Linked DNA regions of Mus musculus: all the other regions are linked to region 1. Evidence: chromatin contacts called from public HiChIP or PLAC-seq and Micro-C data. All regions are on one chromosome and are shown on one strand. The core of a region is the stretch at or near the end of the contact, and the rest is flanking DNA. Distances in the headings are between cores, read along the strand shown. Region 1 overlaps Gm36560 (a long non-coding RNA gene). Region 2 holds the start of Hoxc13 (homeobox C13). Region 3 has its middle 30 kb from the start of Hoxc13.

Region 1 (5,159 bases), core at 1,630-4,129:
TGCCAAGCCCTCGCTTACACATCCTCCTAGTTAATTCTTACAACTAGGTTTGAGAGGTAGGGCTTTATTATCCCCATTTTACAGATGGGAAAAGAACATCAAAGAGTCTAAGTAATGTAATACTAAGTGGGACTCAAACCGAGGCCTGCCTGACTTCAAATACCTCACGCTGAACAATTAGTAGACAAGAAAAACCAGACGGAAATGTGGTAAAAGGGCAAGTTGATGGGAAAGACCTTGGAGGAGATCCTGGAAGCAGGACTAGGCCAGTCACTGGCGGCAGCTAGAAGCCAATCACTAACCTGCCTGCTTCGGACCTGAGCAACTGACCACCAGGTCTGTCTGGGCAGTGCAGAACAATCTCCTGACAGGAACACTATGTGTGATGGAAGAGCAGGGGATGGGGAGAGAGTTCAGCCAGGAACATATTTGCTGCAAGTACTAGGGTCTGAGTCCAATCCCAGAATCCATTTTAAAAAACAAAATCTAGGTATGGATATGTAATTACAGGGGCTGGGTAGGCAGAGACAGATTCTGGAAGCACATTAGCCAGCAGCCTAACCTACTTGTTGAGCTCCAGGCCAATGAGAGACCCTAGCTTAAAAAAAAAATAATAATGAGGCTCTTGTTCCTCTCTTTCGCTTCCTTTCTTGCTCCCACTCTGTCCCCTCGCCCCTTCCCCATTCCCTTCCCCCCTCTCTCCACATGCTCATGGCCGGGGCCTCTATTCCTCTACTTCTCTACTCTTTCTCTCTGCCTTTTTCTGCCTCTACTGCCCTCTTCACTCTCCTCCCCATGAATAAACTCTATTCTATACTAAAAAAAAAAAAGTGAAAATAAATGAATGAATATATATATATATATATATATATATATATATATATATATATATATGAACCAGGCCAATGAGAGACCCTAGCTCAAAAATAAAATAAAAATGAATGGCACCTAAACAATGAGACCTGAGGTTTCTTCTGACTTTTACAAACACACACACACAACACACACACACACACACACACACGAAAGAAGCCTACCAGCCCCAAAGGTGAGCTCCCTTTAGAGCCTCACCTGGGGATTGTCTTTTTCTAAACCTCCCCAAGCCAAACTTTTCCATCTGAGCCTCCAAATCCTTAGCAAAAATGCTGGCTCCTTGAAGCTTAGGATGGCTCCAGCACTTATGGCTGAAGACACCTGTGCACTTGTGAAGTGTAAGGAAAGCCCACTGGAAAGCCATATTGGATCACAAAATTCTTGTGCCAAAAGATTGATCTTTTGACTTATTCTCCAGTCAATTTTTCCTTCACTTTAAAGCCCGGAATACCCAATGCCCCCCTCCCATCTAGCTCATTCTCCCCTTTGCTATTTATAAAAGGCTCACATCTTCCTCCCCACCCTACCCCCTTGCTAGTATTCAGTTTGGTGGAAACACTCTAGCTGTCCAATTCTTGAAGAAGGGACAGTGTCCCTGAGCTCCCATGAGTGCCTGGCGTGTGCCGTGGAGCGTGAGATGGGATCTCTGTTATCTCAGCGTCGTTACAAATGGAATAATTGGTCATAAAAATTATGCAGCCTGTTGGAAAAGAAATAACACACGTGCTCATTATAGATTCCTGAGATAGCTTCTCCTCACTAAAATTTTATGTTTTTCCCATTTACCAGCTATCACCAATATACACCCCCAATCTCCAAGTTCCCCAAATCGGGACAACCTTAGAAAAGAAGCCTAATAAACAATACGGGCTTAAAGTCACAACCTTACCACAAATTTTGCTCAACCAAAGCAACCCAATGTGACCTAAAAGTGAGTTCAGAAAAATGCATATTCTTTCTCTCACCAAGGAACTGCAAATGAGTTAACTTATCATACTCTCTGAACCAGAAGGGTATGATTCCTTCACATTCCCCCCTCCTCAGCCTCTACTGCACTTCCATGAAGTGGACACAGAGGAGGGGGCCACCTCTCCTGGCTTGCAAGGAGCCCTCCACCAGGTGAGAAGAGTGGACATGTTGAGGGCACAGAGACACTGAGTGTTCTAGCAGTAGTTTAGGGTCAGCATTGGTATGACCTACGGGAGCAAGACATCTGACTACAGATGATGTAAGCAATCTCATGCCAGCCCTAGATAAGACACCCAGGACCAGATCACAGCATGCGGCAGACTTCAAAGGATTGCTCCTAAGGGTGATAACCTTGGACATGACAAGGGACACTCGTGGGATCTTTTGCTCAGACTGTGGTATCTCGGGTCTCTGCTCTAGAGACCACTGTTATTAGAACAAGAAACACATCGCCTCACCAATAGAGCCTCCACGCAGAGACCCAAGGACCAAGAAAAACAAAGCATGACTCTAGGCAAAGAGACATTTTGTGTACATTATTTTCCCACACAACAGTCCACAGCCCTCTCAAGGTTGTCCTAAAACACCTTGTTCTTCAGTTACTGCATAGCCCCTAAAAACAAAACCTACACAAGTAGATCTTGGATCCTGGCATCCTCTTTTGAAGATGAGAGAGGAGGGCCAGGCAAAAGCCCAAGAATTCAAACTCGCAGCACTAGCTAACCTTTGCCTCCATGGGACACAGCTCTCTAATACCTGAGACTAGAGGAAGATGCTCCCACTCCTGTGGATCCCCAGAAAGAGAAAGAACAAAAAAAAAAAAAAAAAACAGGAAGGCTGGCTCCGAGCCAAGCAGACTCAGACTGGCTCCAGTTTTTCCCAGCTGTGGACTCAACTTCTTGGAGTGAGACTGGATGATTGCTATGCGAAGAACAGGTTTGACTCCCACACCCTGTCTCCGCTCTCCATGCCCCTCCTCGATCCCTTTCAGTGGAGTGAGGAAGAAGGAGAGAATTACACTGGCTCCTCAGCCTTTCCCAGCTACAGTCAGCCCTCCTACAAAGGATGAGTCAGCACCAGCCATGGAGACAGAAACCAACCGCTGAGAGCCCGGCTGGGTTTTGAGACAAGCACCACTGACTGACTAGACATGGTCAGCCAACTTCCAAGTGAATTTTAGGGACCTGAATCTCCGTTCTGCCTCAGTAAGAAGCAGACAGTTGGGGACCTTCTCCTTATGTGAGCCTCCTGCCTTGCTCATGAGAATGGAGGCTCCTGGGCCTTCTCAGCTTCTCTCTAGGCCTTTCTAGGCCATTCTCTCAGAACCCCAGGAAGTCCAAGCATACAAAATACTGTTCTTTCCCTCCTCAACAATATCCATGCCATCTGAATCTAGGCTACAGGTGTTGATTTTTTTTTTTTTTTTTACTTATAAACACCTGCAAAATAAATTACTTATCACTCTCTTGTGGCCGTGTTTCTTAGGCTTCAACATGCACACTATAATCTGGAGGTCTTGTTAAAATGAGAATTACTGTTCAGTAAGTCAGGGGTGGAGCCTGGGACTCTGCACTTCTGACAAACTCCTCAGTGATGTTAATGTTGCCAGGACATGGACCACAGTTTGAGCACTGAGGATCTAGAAAAAGAGAGCACTGAACTGGGGACTCTTCTTGGCTGAGAAGGAAATAAGATAAATAAGAACAGCCTGACAAGCAATCCAGCTGAATATGTGTGTATGCGGGGAGACAACAAGGTCATCACATAGCAGTTGGGGCATTTGAGGATGCCGATAAGAGGGTCTCTTAAAGCAGGACAAATTAGGAATGGGATATGAAAATGAGGACCAACCGAACCAAGAGGAAAGTGGGGTGGACCATACCTAAGGATCAGATGGGAAAAGATGACTTACATGAGGGCCAGGCCCCAGAACTGCCTCTCAGAGAGGAACTCCAAACCAAGAAGTGACAGGAGCCCATCAGAACAAGTCTACAGAGGCCAAGTGGAGAGGATTCTCAGGATTTATCAGAACTACATAATGTGGTCAGATGATGCTAAGGAGCTGAGTGAGTTAGAGGAAGGGTGCCAAGGACGGCAGCAAGGGGGAGCCAGGAGGTAGTGTAGTAAGTACGGACTTTGATCTTGGGAAGATGAGACCATTCAAGAGACCGCTGTGAGTGTGCTTGATGCACTTCTAAACACTGGTTAAGATGGCACGTTTCACACTGTGTCTGTCTTACCACAAAAATGCTACAGCGAAGGCAGGAGCCCTAGGAAGACGGCACCACCATATAAAAGGATGAAAATCCAAGCCCATTTTAATGCTGAGGACATGGTTTTTAAAGATGATCCTCCTGAGGCAAAAACAAACCCCGGAGCCTCCTCTTAATCCCTGCTGATGCTGCTCAGCCTCTTAAGGATGGGGGGACATTACAAATGGGTTTCTGTTGTGCCTCTGAGCTCCACCAGTTCATACTGAGTCATTAGCCCAGCTCTGCAAGTATCAGGCATGAGTCTCCTCGCTCAACAGCCTGTACATGAAAGAACTGGCCACCGACAGAGAAAGCCAAGCTCTTAAAACGCCAGGCTCCAAGTTCTTGGGAACATGGCTTCCATAAGGATATCGGGGAGATGCAGGGTTGAGCTGAAATAGTCAAAAATAAAATAAACTATGCACCTAGCCAACACAGGGAATGAATGGGGAGAAAATTGAGAAGATGCATGATTGGGCAAGAAAAGGGGGTGAAAACAATGGAAAACCTGGGGCTGGAACTATAACTTGGTTGGTAGAGTACTTGCCTAGCATGCACAAAGCCCTGGGTTCAATCACTAACACCATATCAAACCATGATGACACATACCTGTAACCTCAGCCCTGCCTCAAAAAAAAAAAAAAATCTATAGCAGTATAATGCATAAAAGTTTCTACCAAGCCCCAACTGTGACAAAATAGGCTTGCTTTAAAGGATGAGCCTCAAACTAGATGCTTGGGGGGGGGGGGAAGCCCTGACAATATTTCAAGGCACTCAGAAAGAATTCGGGAAAGAAACTACTTCAGGCAGCCAGGAGGCAGGGATAGGAGAGAGGACACTCCCGGACAGTCAACCAGCATCCTGACACCCGTTGTGTGGATACATCCAATGGAAAAACAGGAGTGTCTGAGACCCTTCTGCAGCCCAGCCATCAGGGTTAGCTCAGCCATGATCCCAAACAGCTGGGAGGAGGCTAGCCTTTCATCATTGGATCCGGGAATGTTCCTGGTCCTTGGGCAGCATCTGCCCCTACTCTCTGCCTCCACCCTCTGTAGCTAATGGAGT
Region 2 (5,159 bases), core at 1,668-4,167, 120 kb before region 1:
TGGAGGGTGTCTGAAGATAATTTCTTTTTCATCTGCCTCCCTCCTGGACTTCTTCAGGCACTGAGAAACGCCAGCCAGAATCTACTTCTAGTGGGGAGCATGAGCTCAGAGCAGTGGAGGCACACTGGATTTTATACCCACTTCTCTGTTGTAATTTGCAAGTGTATTAAATCTCAATTGGGATGTATGTTTTTTTTTCATTTCAAAGATATCTTTCTCTAGGAGGCTGTGATATAAACGTGTTTATTTTTAGCAGAGTGGTTTGTGTGTGTGTGTATGTGTGTTGTTCTTGTTTCTGGGAATCTTTAAGATGTTTATTTGCTCAAAGATAATTCTGAGCTTCCCTCCAGCCCACCACACAACCCACATGCCTATACAGGAAAGCCACAGCAGCTCTTTTAGGTACACTCTTCATTCCAAAGACGTTGATTTTGCTCTAGGCCTGAGTCCTTACCTACAGTGAGCAGGGTCAGCACCGGATTCCCAGTCCACTGGCTCTCTTTCAGTGACCCTTTAATTCCACTACCACAAGGATTCCTGCTGGACCTTCATTTAAGAAGCTTTCTGTCTTATGAGCTAGAGAAGTGAAGGGCAGCCTATTTTCTATAAGTGTATTATGGAATGCCTACATATGAACAGTCTATCTTATAGATATGTATCAGTCTGTGCTTCACATGAATACGTTTGTATAGTATAAAAAAAAATCTTATAGTCAATGAGGAGAAGGTGGTGTATGGTACCAATTGTACCACAACCATGTCCTTGATTCTGGCTGTGAGAAATAGGGTGCCTTGTGTGGTTTTAGCTCTGGTACTGACTTATAACAAGTGACCTTGTGCTGTTTTTCAGAATGTTTTTGCTACATTCTATAATATCATTCAGTGATTCTTCTCCATCTACCTCTCCACCCAATCCCGGATGCAGAAGAATTTCAGGCCTACCGTAAAGAGTTCTTTGGGTTGATCTTTCCAATGAAAAATCCCAGGCCTGGTATGGGAGGCTAGGGGGGGCTCCTTTTGCACACAGTGGGAAGCTATCTTAGGCTTCTCTGGACTCTCAAGGATCTTTGAAGCTATTAGAAAAGAGGACTGTCTGTCTCCCACTGAGCTCTGTACAGGAAGAGTAGACCCAAATGCTGGCTTCTCTAGACCCTCAAATCCTTATCTCTCAGATCAGAGTGGAACCCAAAGCTTCTGATGCAGTTTTGGGAAATCTGGGCCGGTCTTTCTCCTCTGGGGAGTGATGGGGGCGGTATGGAATCCTTTCCTATTCAGAGACAGCCACAGAGGAACAACACAAGAGTGCTCTCTTCTTGCATACACAGCCAGACAAGAGTGGTCTGGACCCCGGACCACAGCACAGGTCTGCCTCTCCCACCTCCCATTTTAGAACCCCTTTCTCTGTCTGGAATGCCAGTAAATCTCACTTGGAGGATCTGGCAGTGGATTCACAGGATTAAAACTGTGTACCAGAGCGGCAAAGAAAAAAATTGCATTCCAGGAGAGGATTCAAATCTTACACATTCCCTCTACAGAGATTTTTAAAAATCTCTTCTGTGCTCTTATAAAACATTCATGGTTAAATTTAAAAAGAAAAAAAATTGTACATTTCTATAGGCTCTGGAGAATTAGATCCCCATTTTAATGCTATAGTATCTGGTGGTTGACAGCTCCTGAAAACTCGGGCAAGGTAAAGGTTCTTATACTCTCCCCAAATCCCAACTATCCACTGGGTTGAGGGTTTTGGACTAAGTTCCAAGACACCAGAGGCCCAACCCCAACCCATTCCTGGCTGGAAGCGGATTTAGGGGCCAGGATCCCTGAATGAGGCTGGAGCAGGCTGGGGGAGGAGGAGGCGAGCTCCCGACCAGAGCCGAGCCGAGCCGGCGCTCGGGCGCCTCTGATTGCTTCACTCTGGACCCGGCAGCTCCGGGGAACGTGTCGGAGCAGATTTCTTCCCCAGCGCATTCCTCAGCATAGCTCGCCCGGCCGGCTCCATCGACAGCCTAGCCGAGCCGGCGCGCCGGGGCCAGACGGCGGGGGTGGCTGAGGCGCGGAGCCGCGGGGCAGGCAGGGCGGGGAGGGGTCCCTGGCGGCGGCGGCGGCGCCGCCGCTCAAGCCCCTTCCTTACCTGGGAAGGGAGACTTCCAGAGGTGGGCGGACTGCGACTGCTCCTTGGAGCAGTACACCTGACTGTCCCAGCCATTGGAAAGAGCCCAGTGCTGGTAGCCTTCAACAGGGATGAGCGCGTCGTGACGCGGCTCCGGGTGCCCGCTGATCCCAGGCACCACCGACACGTCCAGGTAGCCGGGCATTGCCTGGTAGGAGCTGGCGAAGCTGGGGTAGAAGGCGAACTCCTTAGCCCTGGAGGACAGGTCGTCACCAGGCAGCGCGCCCGACGGCTCTGGGTACTTGTCCCCCGGATGGTAGGCGCAAGGCTTCTGCTGCAGGTTCACGTTGTGCGACAGGCGGCAGCCGTAGTAGCTGCCCCCAAATGGGTAACCATAGCCCAGGGTGGCGCTGGACGAGGTGGGGGGCGCCGGCGGTGGGGCGCATTGGCGCGCCGCCTCCGGGGCTGGGATGTCCGTGTAGACGGCGCCCTGAGGGGCACCCAGAGGAGCCGGCGGGCGGGCCAATACAGGGTGCGGGAGCAGGTCGCGGCAGTGGCTGGCCGGGCAGCTACCGCCCAGCCCGTCCATGCTCGGGGCTTTGCCGGGGCTCGCTCCGCTGCAGCCACCCCCCGCGCCGCCCGCGCCGCCGCCTCCCCCGCCGCCGCCGCTGCCGCTCTCCGCCGCGCTGTCCTCATAGACGTACATAAGGCTCTCCGGCCAGCGCGGGTGCAGGAGCAGCGAAGTCGTCATGACATGATCTGCTCCAGCTTTTTAAAAACTCCACTTGCCAGAGGCAGCGAGCTAGGGAGACACCTCGCTCTCTTTTTCCCTCCCCCATCCCTCCTCCCTTCTCTCTCTCTCTCCACCCCTCCCCTCCTCCCCCCGCCACCCCCCCCCCCGGTGCTTCCCCCTCCCTAGCCGCATTCCCACTACGCATGCGGACACACTTCATTAAGAAATCCGGCGACTCCCGCCCTCCTCACCATAGCACGCCCCTGGTTCCCACGTGACCACAGCCGCTGCACGTGATGCTAAGCCTGGGTCTCCTGGGGTTCCCTCCCCGGGAGATGGGGCGGGGCGGAAAGAAATGAGAACTTTGTTGATTGGCTCACTGGAAAGGAAAAGGAGGAGAGAGCTGGGAGATTTAAAGGGACGGGCAACGCCCCCTAGGCAAGCCTTGTTAGGGGAGGGGGGCAGAGAGGCTTAATTTGGCCGACGCAAAGGGACCTAGGGAGAAGAGGATGGCTCCTCCTCCTAGGCTCTGGACTGAGAGACGCTGAGAGGCTCCGGTTCTCAAACAGATGGCTTTGACTACCGAAGTCTCTAAATTGGGGCTTGGAGCTGAGAATGGAGGCAAACCTGGAATTTTAGTAATAATAGTAATAGTAATAATAATAATAATAAATCTAGCTAGGAAGGCTCCAGCTGTGGCAGTCAGCTCACGGCGGACAAGGACCTCACCGAGCCTTTGGTGCCGAAACCAGAGTCTCAAACTCCGACCTCAGAGGCTTTCCCCAAAGCCCCAGTTTGTCTGGAAAAGGGCTCTCTCCTGTATCAGACATGATTGGGCGATTGGATTTCCCAAATGCAGACTTCGTCCCGATGTGGGGAGAGAAATGATGAAATACACTCAGCGAGAAGCAGAGGCTAACGGAGAGGGGCAGAAGGACAGATTGCCATTTCAGCATACAAAAGGGATACCGGAGACTCCCCCCGCCCCCACTCTCAAAGAAACAGAAGCAGATTCTGACTGAGCAAAAGGAAAGGCCGGGATGCTTGCAAGAGTCTCTTTGGGTTCACACAAGGAACTGTAGAAAGCAGAGAAAACCTGCCGCTCTTTAAAGGGACTTCTGACAGGTGCAACTCCAAACATACAAGTACAAGACCACCCCCCCTCCTCAATGGCTTGGGCTGATGGGGTGATAAGCGCTAAGGAGCCAGGCAGCTTAAGTTTAAGCTGCCTTATTCCCAGTTTCCTTTCAGGATCACTCTTGTTCAGGCAGAGTACTTAGATCCCGAACTGTCTTCTATGTCAAGAACAAATTAGCACCAAGTTACTGATTTTTATAACACTCACTTTTTTCTGCGCCCCCCCCCCCACTGGTTAGGGCCTCAGTAGAGTCACCCCTTTGCAGAGGGGCATCTCCATGGAATTGTGCCAAGCTCCCTTTCACACATACCCCTCCCTGAGGAGAAGAAGTAATAAAGAGCGAGCGAGAGAGCAGGAAAAAAATAATAAAGAGGGAGAGAGGGGGGCTGCGGTGTCTCTCTCCTTCTTGCCTCTGCCACACGTTTTAAATGCTGGGTGCTGATGTTCACACAGACTCTCAACTGTGAACACCCATCAAGACTAATCCTAGACCTTTCAATTGGAGGCAAATGTTGGAGCCTGCCTCAAGACCCCTAAAGGAGGAAGGTGGTCTCTGACGGTTGACAGCCCCAGGCCCTGGTGAGTCAGGACAAGAAATGGAATTTTTGTCAGCATGGTCGGTCTTCATCCAGAAGTGAGTCCTCCTCGGAGTTTTGAAAGCAGGCTTTGTACTGGGATGGCAAAGAAGAAAAATACAAAAGAAGCTTGAAACCCTGGCAGATCAGCTTATCAATGTTTGTGGGGTGGGGGTGGGGGTGGGGGAATGATGGTTCATCAGGGAGAATAAGCCAAAGGGAAATCTTTGAGAGTCCTCTGGGCTCGGAGACAGGCTACCCTGCTGCTGGAGTCCAAGGTCAAGGTAAAAAAACAAACAAACAAAAATACAAGGAGAACAAACAAGGTCTGGCCAAGTCTAGACTGGGTCCGGTGAACTTGGCCCCCTTGCCTAAGGCTGGCTGAGAGGGTTGGGTGGCCAGGAGGACTGTGGGTTTTCTTAGCAGTGGGTAGTAGAGATTGTTTCTCCTCCTGTGAAGTGCTGTGCCCCCATTGAGAACAGGGAAGTAGGCCAAGCTGTGGGGCCGCTAGGAGAAACAAAGGACCTGGGAGAGCCTTTCCATTCCAGTGGCTCCCTTCCTAGAGAGGCCTAAATACCAGGCACGGTCTGATACTCAAATACAC
Region 3 (5,159 bases), core at 1,625-4,124, 89 kb before region 1:
ATGGGATTATAGGCCACATTCAGTTTATGTGGTCCTGGGAATCATAGCCAAGGTCTCGAGTATGCTGTCGTAACTGGAGTTTCTATTGCTGCAAAACAAACAAACAAAGAAAAAACAACCACAATATGATTAAAAAATCAAGTTGGGAAAAAAAGGGCTTATTCAACTTACACATCCAGATCATAGTTCATCACTGAACTCAAGCAGGAAACTGGAGACAGAAGCTGATGCAGAGGCCATGTGGGTGGTGGCTCCACCCACAGTGGGCTGCCCCCCCCCCCCCCCCGGCCGTTCACCAAAAATCCAGAAAATGCCTTGCAGCTGGAGTTCATGGGGTGGGGGGAATTTTCTCAGCTGAGCCTCCTTCCTCTCTGATGACTCTAGTTTGTGTCAAATTGTCACGTGCCACCAGCCAGCACATGTTAGGCAAACATTCTGCTAACCGCCACATTGCCAGTCCAAGGAAAACCTCTCCTCACACATCTCTCTGCCTCCTATTACCGTTTTTTTTTTTTTTTTTTTTTTTTTTGTCTCTTCAAAAGCTATTCTACAAAGCCAGAGAGATGGCTCGCTGGGTAAAGTGCTTGTGGCATAAGCATGGGGGTCTGAGTTTGGATTCAGCGGTGTCAGTGGGTCTCTGGTGGGAAGTAGAGGCAGGTGGATTCTGAGGGTGTGCTGACCAGCCTGTCTATCTGAAAGGATAAGCTCTAGGTTCAGTAAGAGGATAAATGCTAGCCTCAGGCTTTCACACAAGCATGCAGGTGACTGTGCACCTGCACACACAAGTGAATGTATAAAACAATAAATGCAATTAAAATGATCTATTCCAGAACAACATTATTTTTTTTTAGGAGAAAATCCATTAGGAAAGAAAAGAACAAAGCATCATCGAAAAGATAGATAAATTTGGCTATGCCAAAAGCTTGTTTCCTGTTTTGGAGAGCACAGAGTGCTGGCGGGGTAGGGAGCTCTAGGGATGTGGGTGTGGGTGTCTCACACACACCAAGTGTATGCCGGCCATTAAGCCTCATCTCCTGCCCCAAATTTGTTTTTCTTAAAGGTGTACTTACAAAGTGAGATGACCGATCACCAGGTAGAAGACAGTAGCTACTCAATGATTTATAAAAGATTAGTACACAGAGTATGTGAATAATTGATTCTAAACACCAGTAAGAAAAAAACAACCCAAACAGCCTAAAAATGTGCCCAACCAGAAAGAGATTAGCATTTGAGTAGAAACCCAGATGGCGGGGAAAAAAAAAAAAATCCCAAAAGACACTTGAATTTTCTGCTCAAAAAAAAAAAAAAAAAAGTCAATTGAAACAGCTATCAGATTGGCAAGCTTTTCAGGTGTTATGAGTGGGCAGAGAGACTAGAATCTTGCACACACTGAGAGCACGCATTTGGTGGTATGGCCACTTTGGAGTGATTAACTCACTGATTCTAGCAAATTAGAAGCAACTTAAGACGTGCATATTCTACTGTTCCACAATTCCATTCAATTTTTATTTATCAACTGCTAAGTATGTAAATTTCACCACCACACCATTATTTAAGCTGTGGTGTGCAGCAGTGATGACAGGATGTGAACTGCTGAGGGACAGATCTCTAGAACTTTATGTTGTGTAAAACTGAGACCCATCTATTGAACAAGATAACTATTAGTCCTCACAGGTCTGCTAACCACTGTTTCTTTCTTTAAGAGTTTGACAAGTTTAGAGAGTTCACAAGAGTCACATGCTATTTGTGTGTGACTGGCTTATGTCACTAGGCGCAATATCTTCAGGCTTCACTTAGATGACAGGGCCTTTTTATGATCAAGTAACATTTCATTACATGTATATGTCATTCTTTATGCATGTATCAGTTGATAGGCATTAGGTGCTTCCCCTTTTGGCCACGGTGAACAAGACTGAGGATGCAAATATCTGCTTTTGTCTAATCTTCCGGATAAATAACCAGAAATGAGGTCCCTAGGTCATGTGGCAATTCTAGTGAAAATTGTTTGGAAATGGCTGAGGAGTGGACTCAGGGCCCCACACAGGCTAGGCAAGCACTCTACCATGTGTTATGCCCTCAGCTTTATTTTATTTTTAATTTTTGAGAAACCTAAATACAACTTTTCATTTATGGCTTTATCTCTTTATATTCACATTTTTCAGTGCACGGGGGCAAGTTTCTCCATATCCTCACCAACACTTGTCTTTAAAAAAGTGTTAGTTTACTTATGTGTATTGGAGAGTATGCATATAGGTGCCTTCCTCTTCCTGCCTCTTCCTCCAGAGGGATCTCCTGGAGGCAGAGTCACAGGTGGGTGTGAGCAGCTAGATGTAGGTCCTTTGCAAGAGCAGCGGTGCTCTTAGCTGCTGAGCCACCTCCACTTTCCCAGGTCCCACTTGTGGCCATCGAGTGCGAGGTGCTGGATCTTTGTGGCTTTCAGATATTTGATGGTTAATGACCCAGAGCAATTGCGTCCACTTGCTGGTCATCTATGTGCCTTCTTATGTGCCTTCTCCGGCCAGATAAATCTCTACCTCACTTCTCTGCCCATTCTCTTCCCCCTACCCCCGAGAGAGGGGATAGGTTGTTTTGTTTTTGTTTGTTTGTTTGTTTGTTTGTTTGTTTGTTTTTTGGTTAGTTTGTTTCTCATTACGGATGGTTGTGAGCCACCATGTGGTTGCTGGGATTTGAACTCATGACCTCTGGAAGAGCACTCAGCGATCTTAACCGCTAAAACATCTCACCAGCCCCTCTGCCCACTCTCAACTGAGGTTGCTTGGGTTTGCTGTTGAGTTGTGAGACTTCTCCAGAGATTTTCAGAGCTGACCCTTCCAGATACTTGGCAACACCCTCCAATTCTACAGGCCACGTGTTTGCTGCATTGCTCATTTCCTGTGCTGGGCAGGTCTGAGTTTTGCTGTGTTTTCATGTGTCTGTCTTAGCTTCTGTGAGCTAAGCTTCAGGTGTCAAGAGTCAAGAGTCAAGGAGTAACTCTCAAATCCAAACTCAGGAAGCTTTCCCCTGTACTCCACTTTGGGAGCAGGAGAGTTTTGTTGTTTTGGGTCTTACATTTGGGTCATGGACATGTTTTCAGCATTTCAATAGTTTTTGTTTCTGATGGTGCTGGCAATTGAACCCAGGGTCTGGCCATGCTAGGCTAATGGCCTTTATACCACTGTATTATCTCTAGTCTAGGCCCTTAATCTTTGTTTTCTTTTTTTGTGCTTTCTCTTCCTATATCCCTCCCTCCTCCTTCCCTCCTTTCTTTTTAAAGACAGTCTTGCCCAGGATGGCCTCCATCTTGTAATCCCCCAGCCTCATCCCTCTAAGTGTAGGGCCGCAGGGATGTGCCACGATGTCCAGTTCTAGTTAAGACTCGTACACAGAATGTGCTAAGAGTCCAGCTTCTTTGTCTGGACTGTGAAGATGTCCAGTTTTTCCAGCACCGCTTGCTGAAGAGATGAATCTTTCTCTATTAGGGATTCCTGGCACCTTCTTTGAGGACCTCATGACCTTTTATTTATTCTTCTCACTGGATTGTCCTAGCTAAAACTCCCAGAATGGACACTCTTGCCTTGTTCCTGACATTAGAGAGAAAGCCTGGGGAGGGAAGGGGTGTTCAGCACTGAACAAACACTATCTGTGGCCAACTGGACTATTTCTTGACTGGAGCATGGTTAAGTAGATTGTAGTTTAGTCATTTCTTCATAACACATCAATAAAAAAGAACTGCAGTCTATGAACATTAAGAAAAATGGCAAAATGTTGAGAGAAAAAAAGCAACTTATTAGAATATATTCATCATCATTGATATGTGTGTGTGTGTGTGTGTGTGTGTGTGTGTGTGTGTATTTTTTACAAGAGTTCAGATATATTTTGAGCCATATAGGATCTTGGCTAAGGACTATATGTAACAGAGCATCCTAAACTGCTAGTGTTGGTAAATGCAGAAAGACAGTAGAATAGAAGTTTCCTCCAGAGGGGGAGAAAATAAACATAATTAGTATGGGACACAAAGGAGGCTTTGCCATCTTAACAACAATTTAGTTCTTAAGCGAAGGTATTAGGCACACAGGAGTGTTTTACTTATTTTATCTTATATTTCCATTACATATGCTTCCTCTGTATGAAATATCTGAAGACAATAAATAGAAAGCGTTCACACACCCAACAGAATTTCTCAAGCATACTACGCATCAGTCCCTGTGGAAAGAGCCTGAGAGGAATAAGCATTAAAGCAAAGAGAAAAGAAGTATTTCTCAAGCTAGGGGGTGGAAATATCAACAAATATTCCAGCCAATGGGATTTCAGTAAACCCACACCTAATCCTATCGGGCATGAGCCACAATGACTAGGAGAGCACTCTCGACCTGTGGGCCAAGAATGGCATGGTATTTATAATAAGCTTCCTGTTAACGATGCTAGGCAAGAGACAATGATGTGGACAGTCTAAGAGACAGGCTTACACACTCAACCAGGTGGACTCTATTGGGAGGATGCAGACAGATGCCAGCCAATAATAGCCAATAATAGTTTATACAATGCATCAATCAACCCAAATAACAGAAAGCGTCAATGCCACTGGCATTTGTCTTTGGAGGACCTTATCCCATGGGTGTAGTGTAGTCACTTAAGGTATTTTTATCTTAAAAACTTTAAAAATTGTGTGTGTGTGTATGTGTGTGTGAGAGAGAGACAGAGATGGGAGAGACAGAGAGAGACAAAGACAGAGAGAAAAACAGAGACAGCGAGACAGAGACAAAGAGTCAGAGAGCCAGAGATAGAGACAGAGAGCCAGAGACAGACAGAGACAGAGACAGACGGATGCACTGGTATGCATGCTCGTGTGCATGTACAATGGCGTGTGTGTGGAGGTCAGAGAACAACTTTCAAGGACCAGTTCTCTCCTTCCATCACGTGAAGCCTGGGAATAGAACTCAGGTCTTCAGGCTAGGGGGAAGATGCCTTTCCCCACTGAGCCATCTCACCAGCCTTCTCTCGGGCATTTTTAGAAGCAATTTCACTAACTTTATACCACCTTCCTGGAACTGGATGGCTTGTTTCCATCACTCACCCAACTTCTGGTATTAATCATTTCTCTAGGCATAGAGGAACAGTGACAGAAGATGTTGATTCCTGTGTTCAAAGGTCATAGTTTA

Evidence for each region. HiChIP or PLAC-seq counts read pairs in DNA pulled down with a chosen protein or histone mark. A called contact is a pair of places that touch in the nucleus more often than the background predicts.
Region 2: a contact with region 1 is called in a Micro-C map of muscle stem cells, with 2.7 times the contacts expected there. The contact joins the promoter of Hoxc13 here to the enhancer-like site in region 1. A contact is called at or near these places in 6 of 39 promoter capture datasets (the 3T3-L1 cell line, the C10 cell line, HPC-7-derived erythroid cells and 3 more), 1 of 15 datasets of contacts at CTCF or cohesin (the NIH/3T3 cell line), 5 of 484 Hi-C or Micro-C datasets (the G1E-ER4 cell line, embryonic fibroblasts, embryonic stem cells and 2 more), 10 of 115 datasets of contacts at active chromatin or transcription factors (embryonic limb bud, embryonic stem cells, forebrain and 3 more) and 2 of 9 other capture datasets (adipose tissue and pancreatic islet).
Region 3: a CTCF HiChIP or PLAC-seq map of the NIH/3T3 cell line shows a contact between it and region 1, with 11 read pairs. The contact joins two enhancer-like sites. A contact is called at or near these places in 1 of 15 datasets of contacts at CTCF or cohesin (the NIH/3T3 cell line), 10 of 484 Hi-C or Micro-C datasets (the 3T3-L1 cell line, the C2C12 cell line, LSK cells and 5 more), 3 of 115 datasets of contacts at active chromatin or transcription factors (all in embryonic stem cells) and 1 of 9 other capture datasets (embryonic stem cells).

Annotation. Positions count from the first base shown.
Region 1 is chr15:102,800,156-102,805,314 of GRCm38.p6, reverse strand. All of the region lies in intron 6 of Gm36560 (a long non-coding RNA gene), which reads right to left. Among named protein-coding and RNA genes, the nearest start is that of Gm36560, 48 kb to the right of the region's middle. Within about 2 kb of position 2,879, at least 59 of the 459 cell types and tissues checked have an H3K27ac peak or open chromatin away from gene starts, as enhancers often do. A contact at or near this core is called in the NIH/3T3 cell line, muscle stem cells, pancreatic cancer cells and 1 more, where this site is marked.
Region 2 is chr15:102,918,889-102,924,047 of GRCm38.p6, reverse strand. Hoxc13 (homeobox C13) reads right to left here and starts at 2,917. Exons shown (of 2, transcript NM_010464.2): 1 at 2,131-2,917. The coding sequence starts at 2,860.
Region 3 is chr15:102,888,791-102,893,949 of GRCm38.p6, reverse strand. No RefSeq gene overlaps it. Among named protein-coding and RNA genes, the nearest start is that of Hoxc13, 30 kb to the left of the region's middle. Within about 2 kb of position 2,874, at least 7 of the 459 cell types and tissues checked have an H3K27ac peak or open chromatin away from gene starts, as enhancers often do. A contact at or near this core is called in the NIH/3T3 cell line and tail fibroblasts, where this site is marked.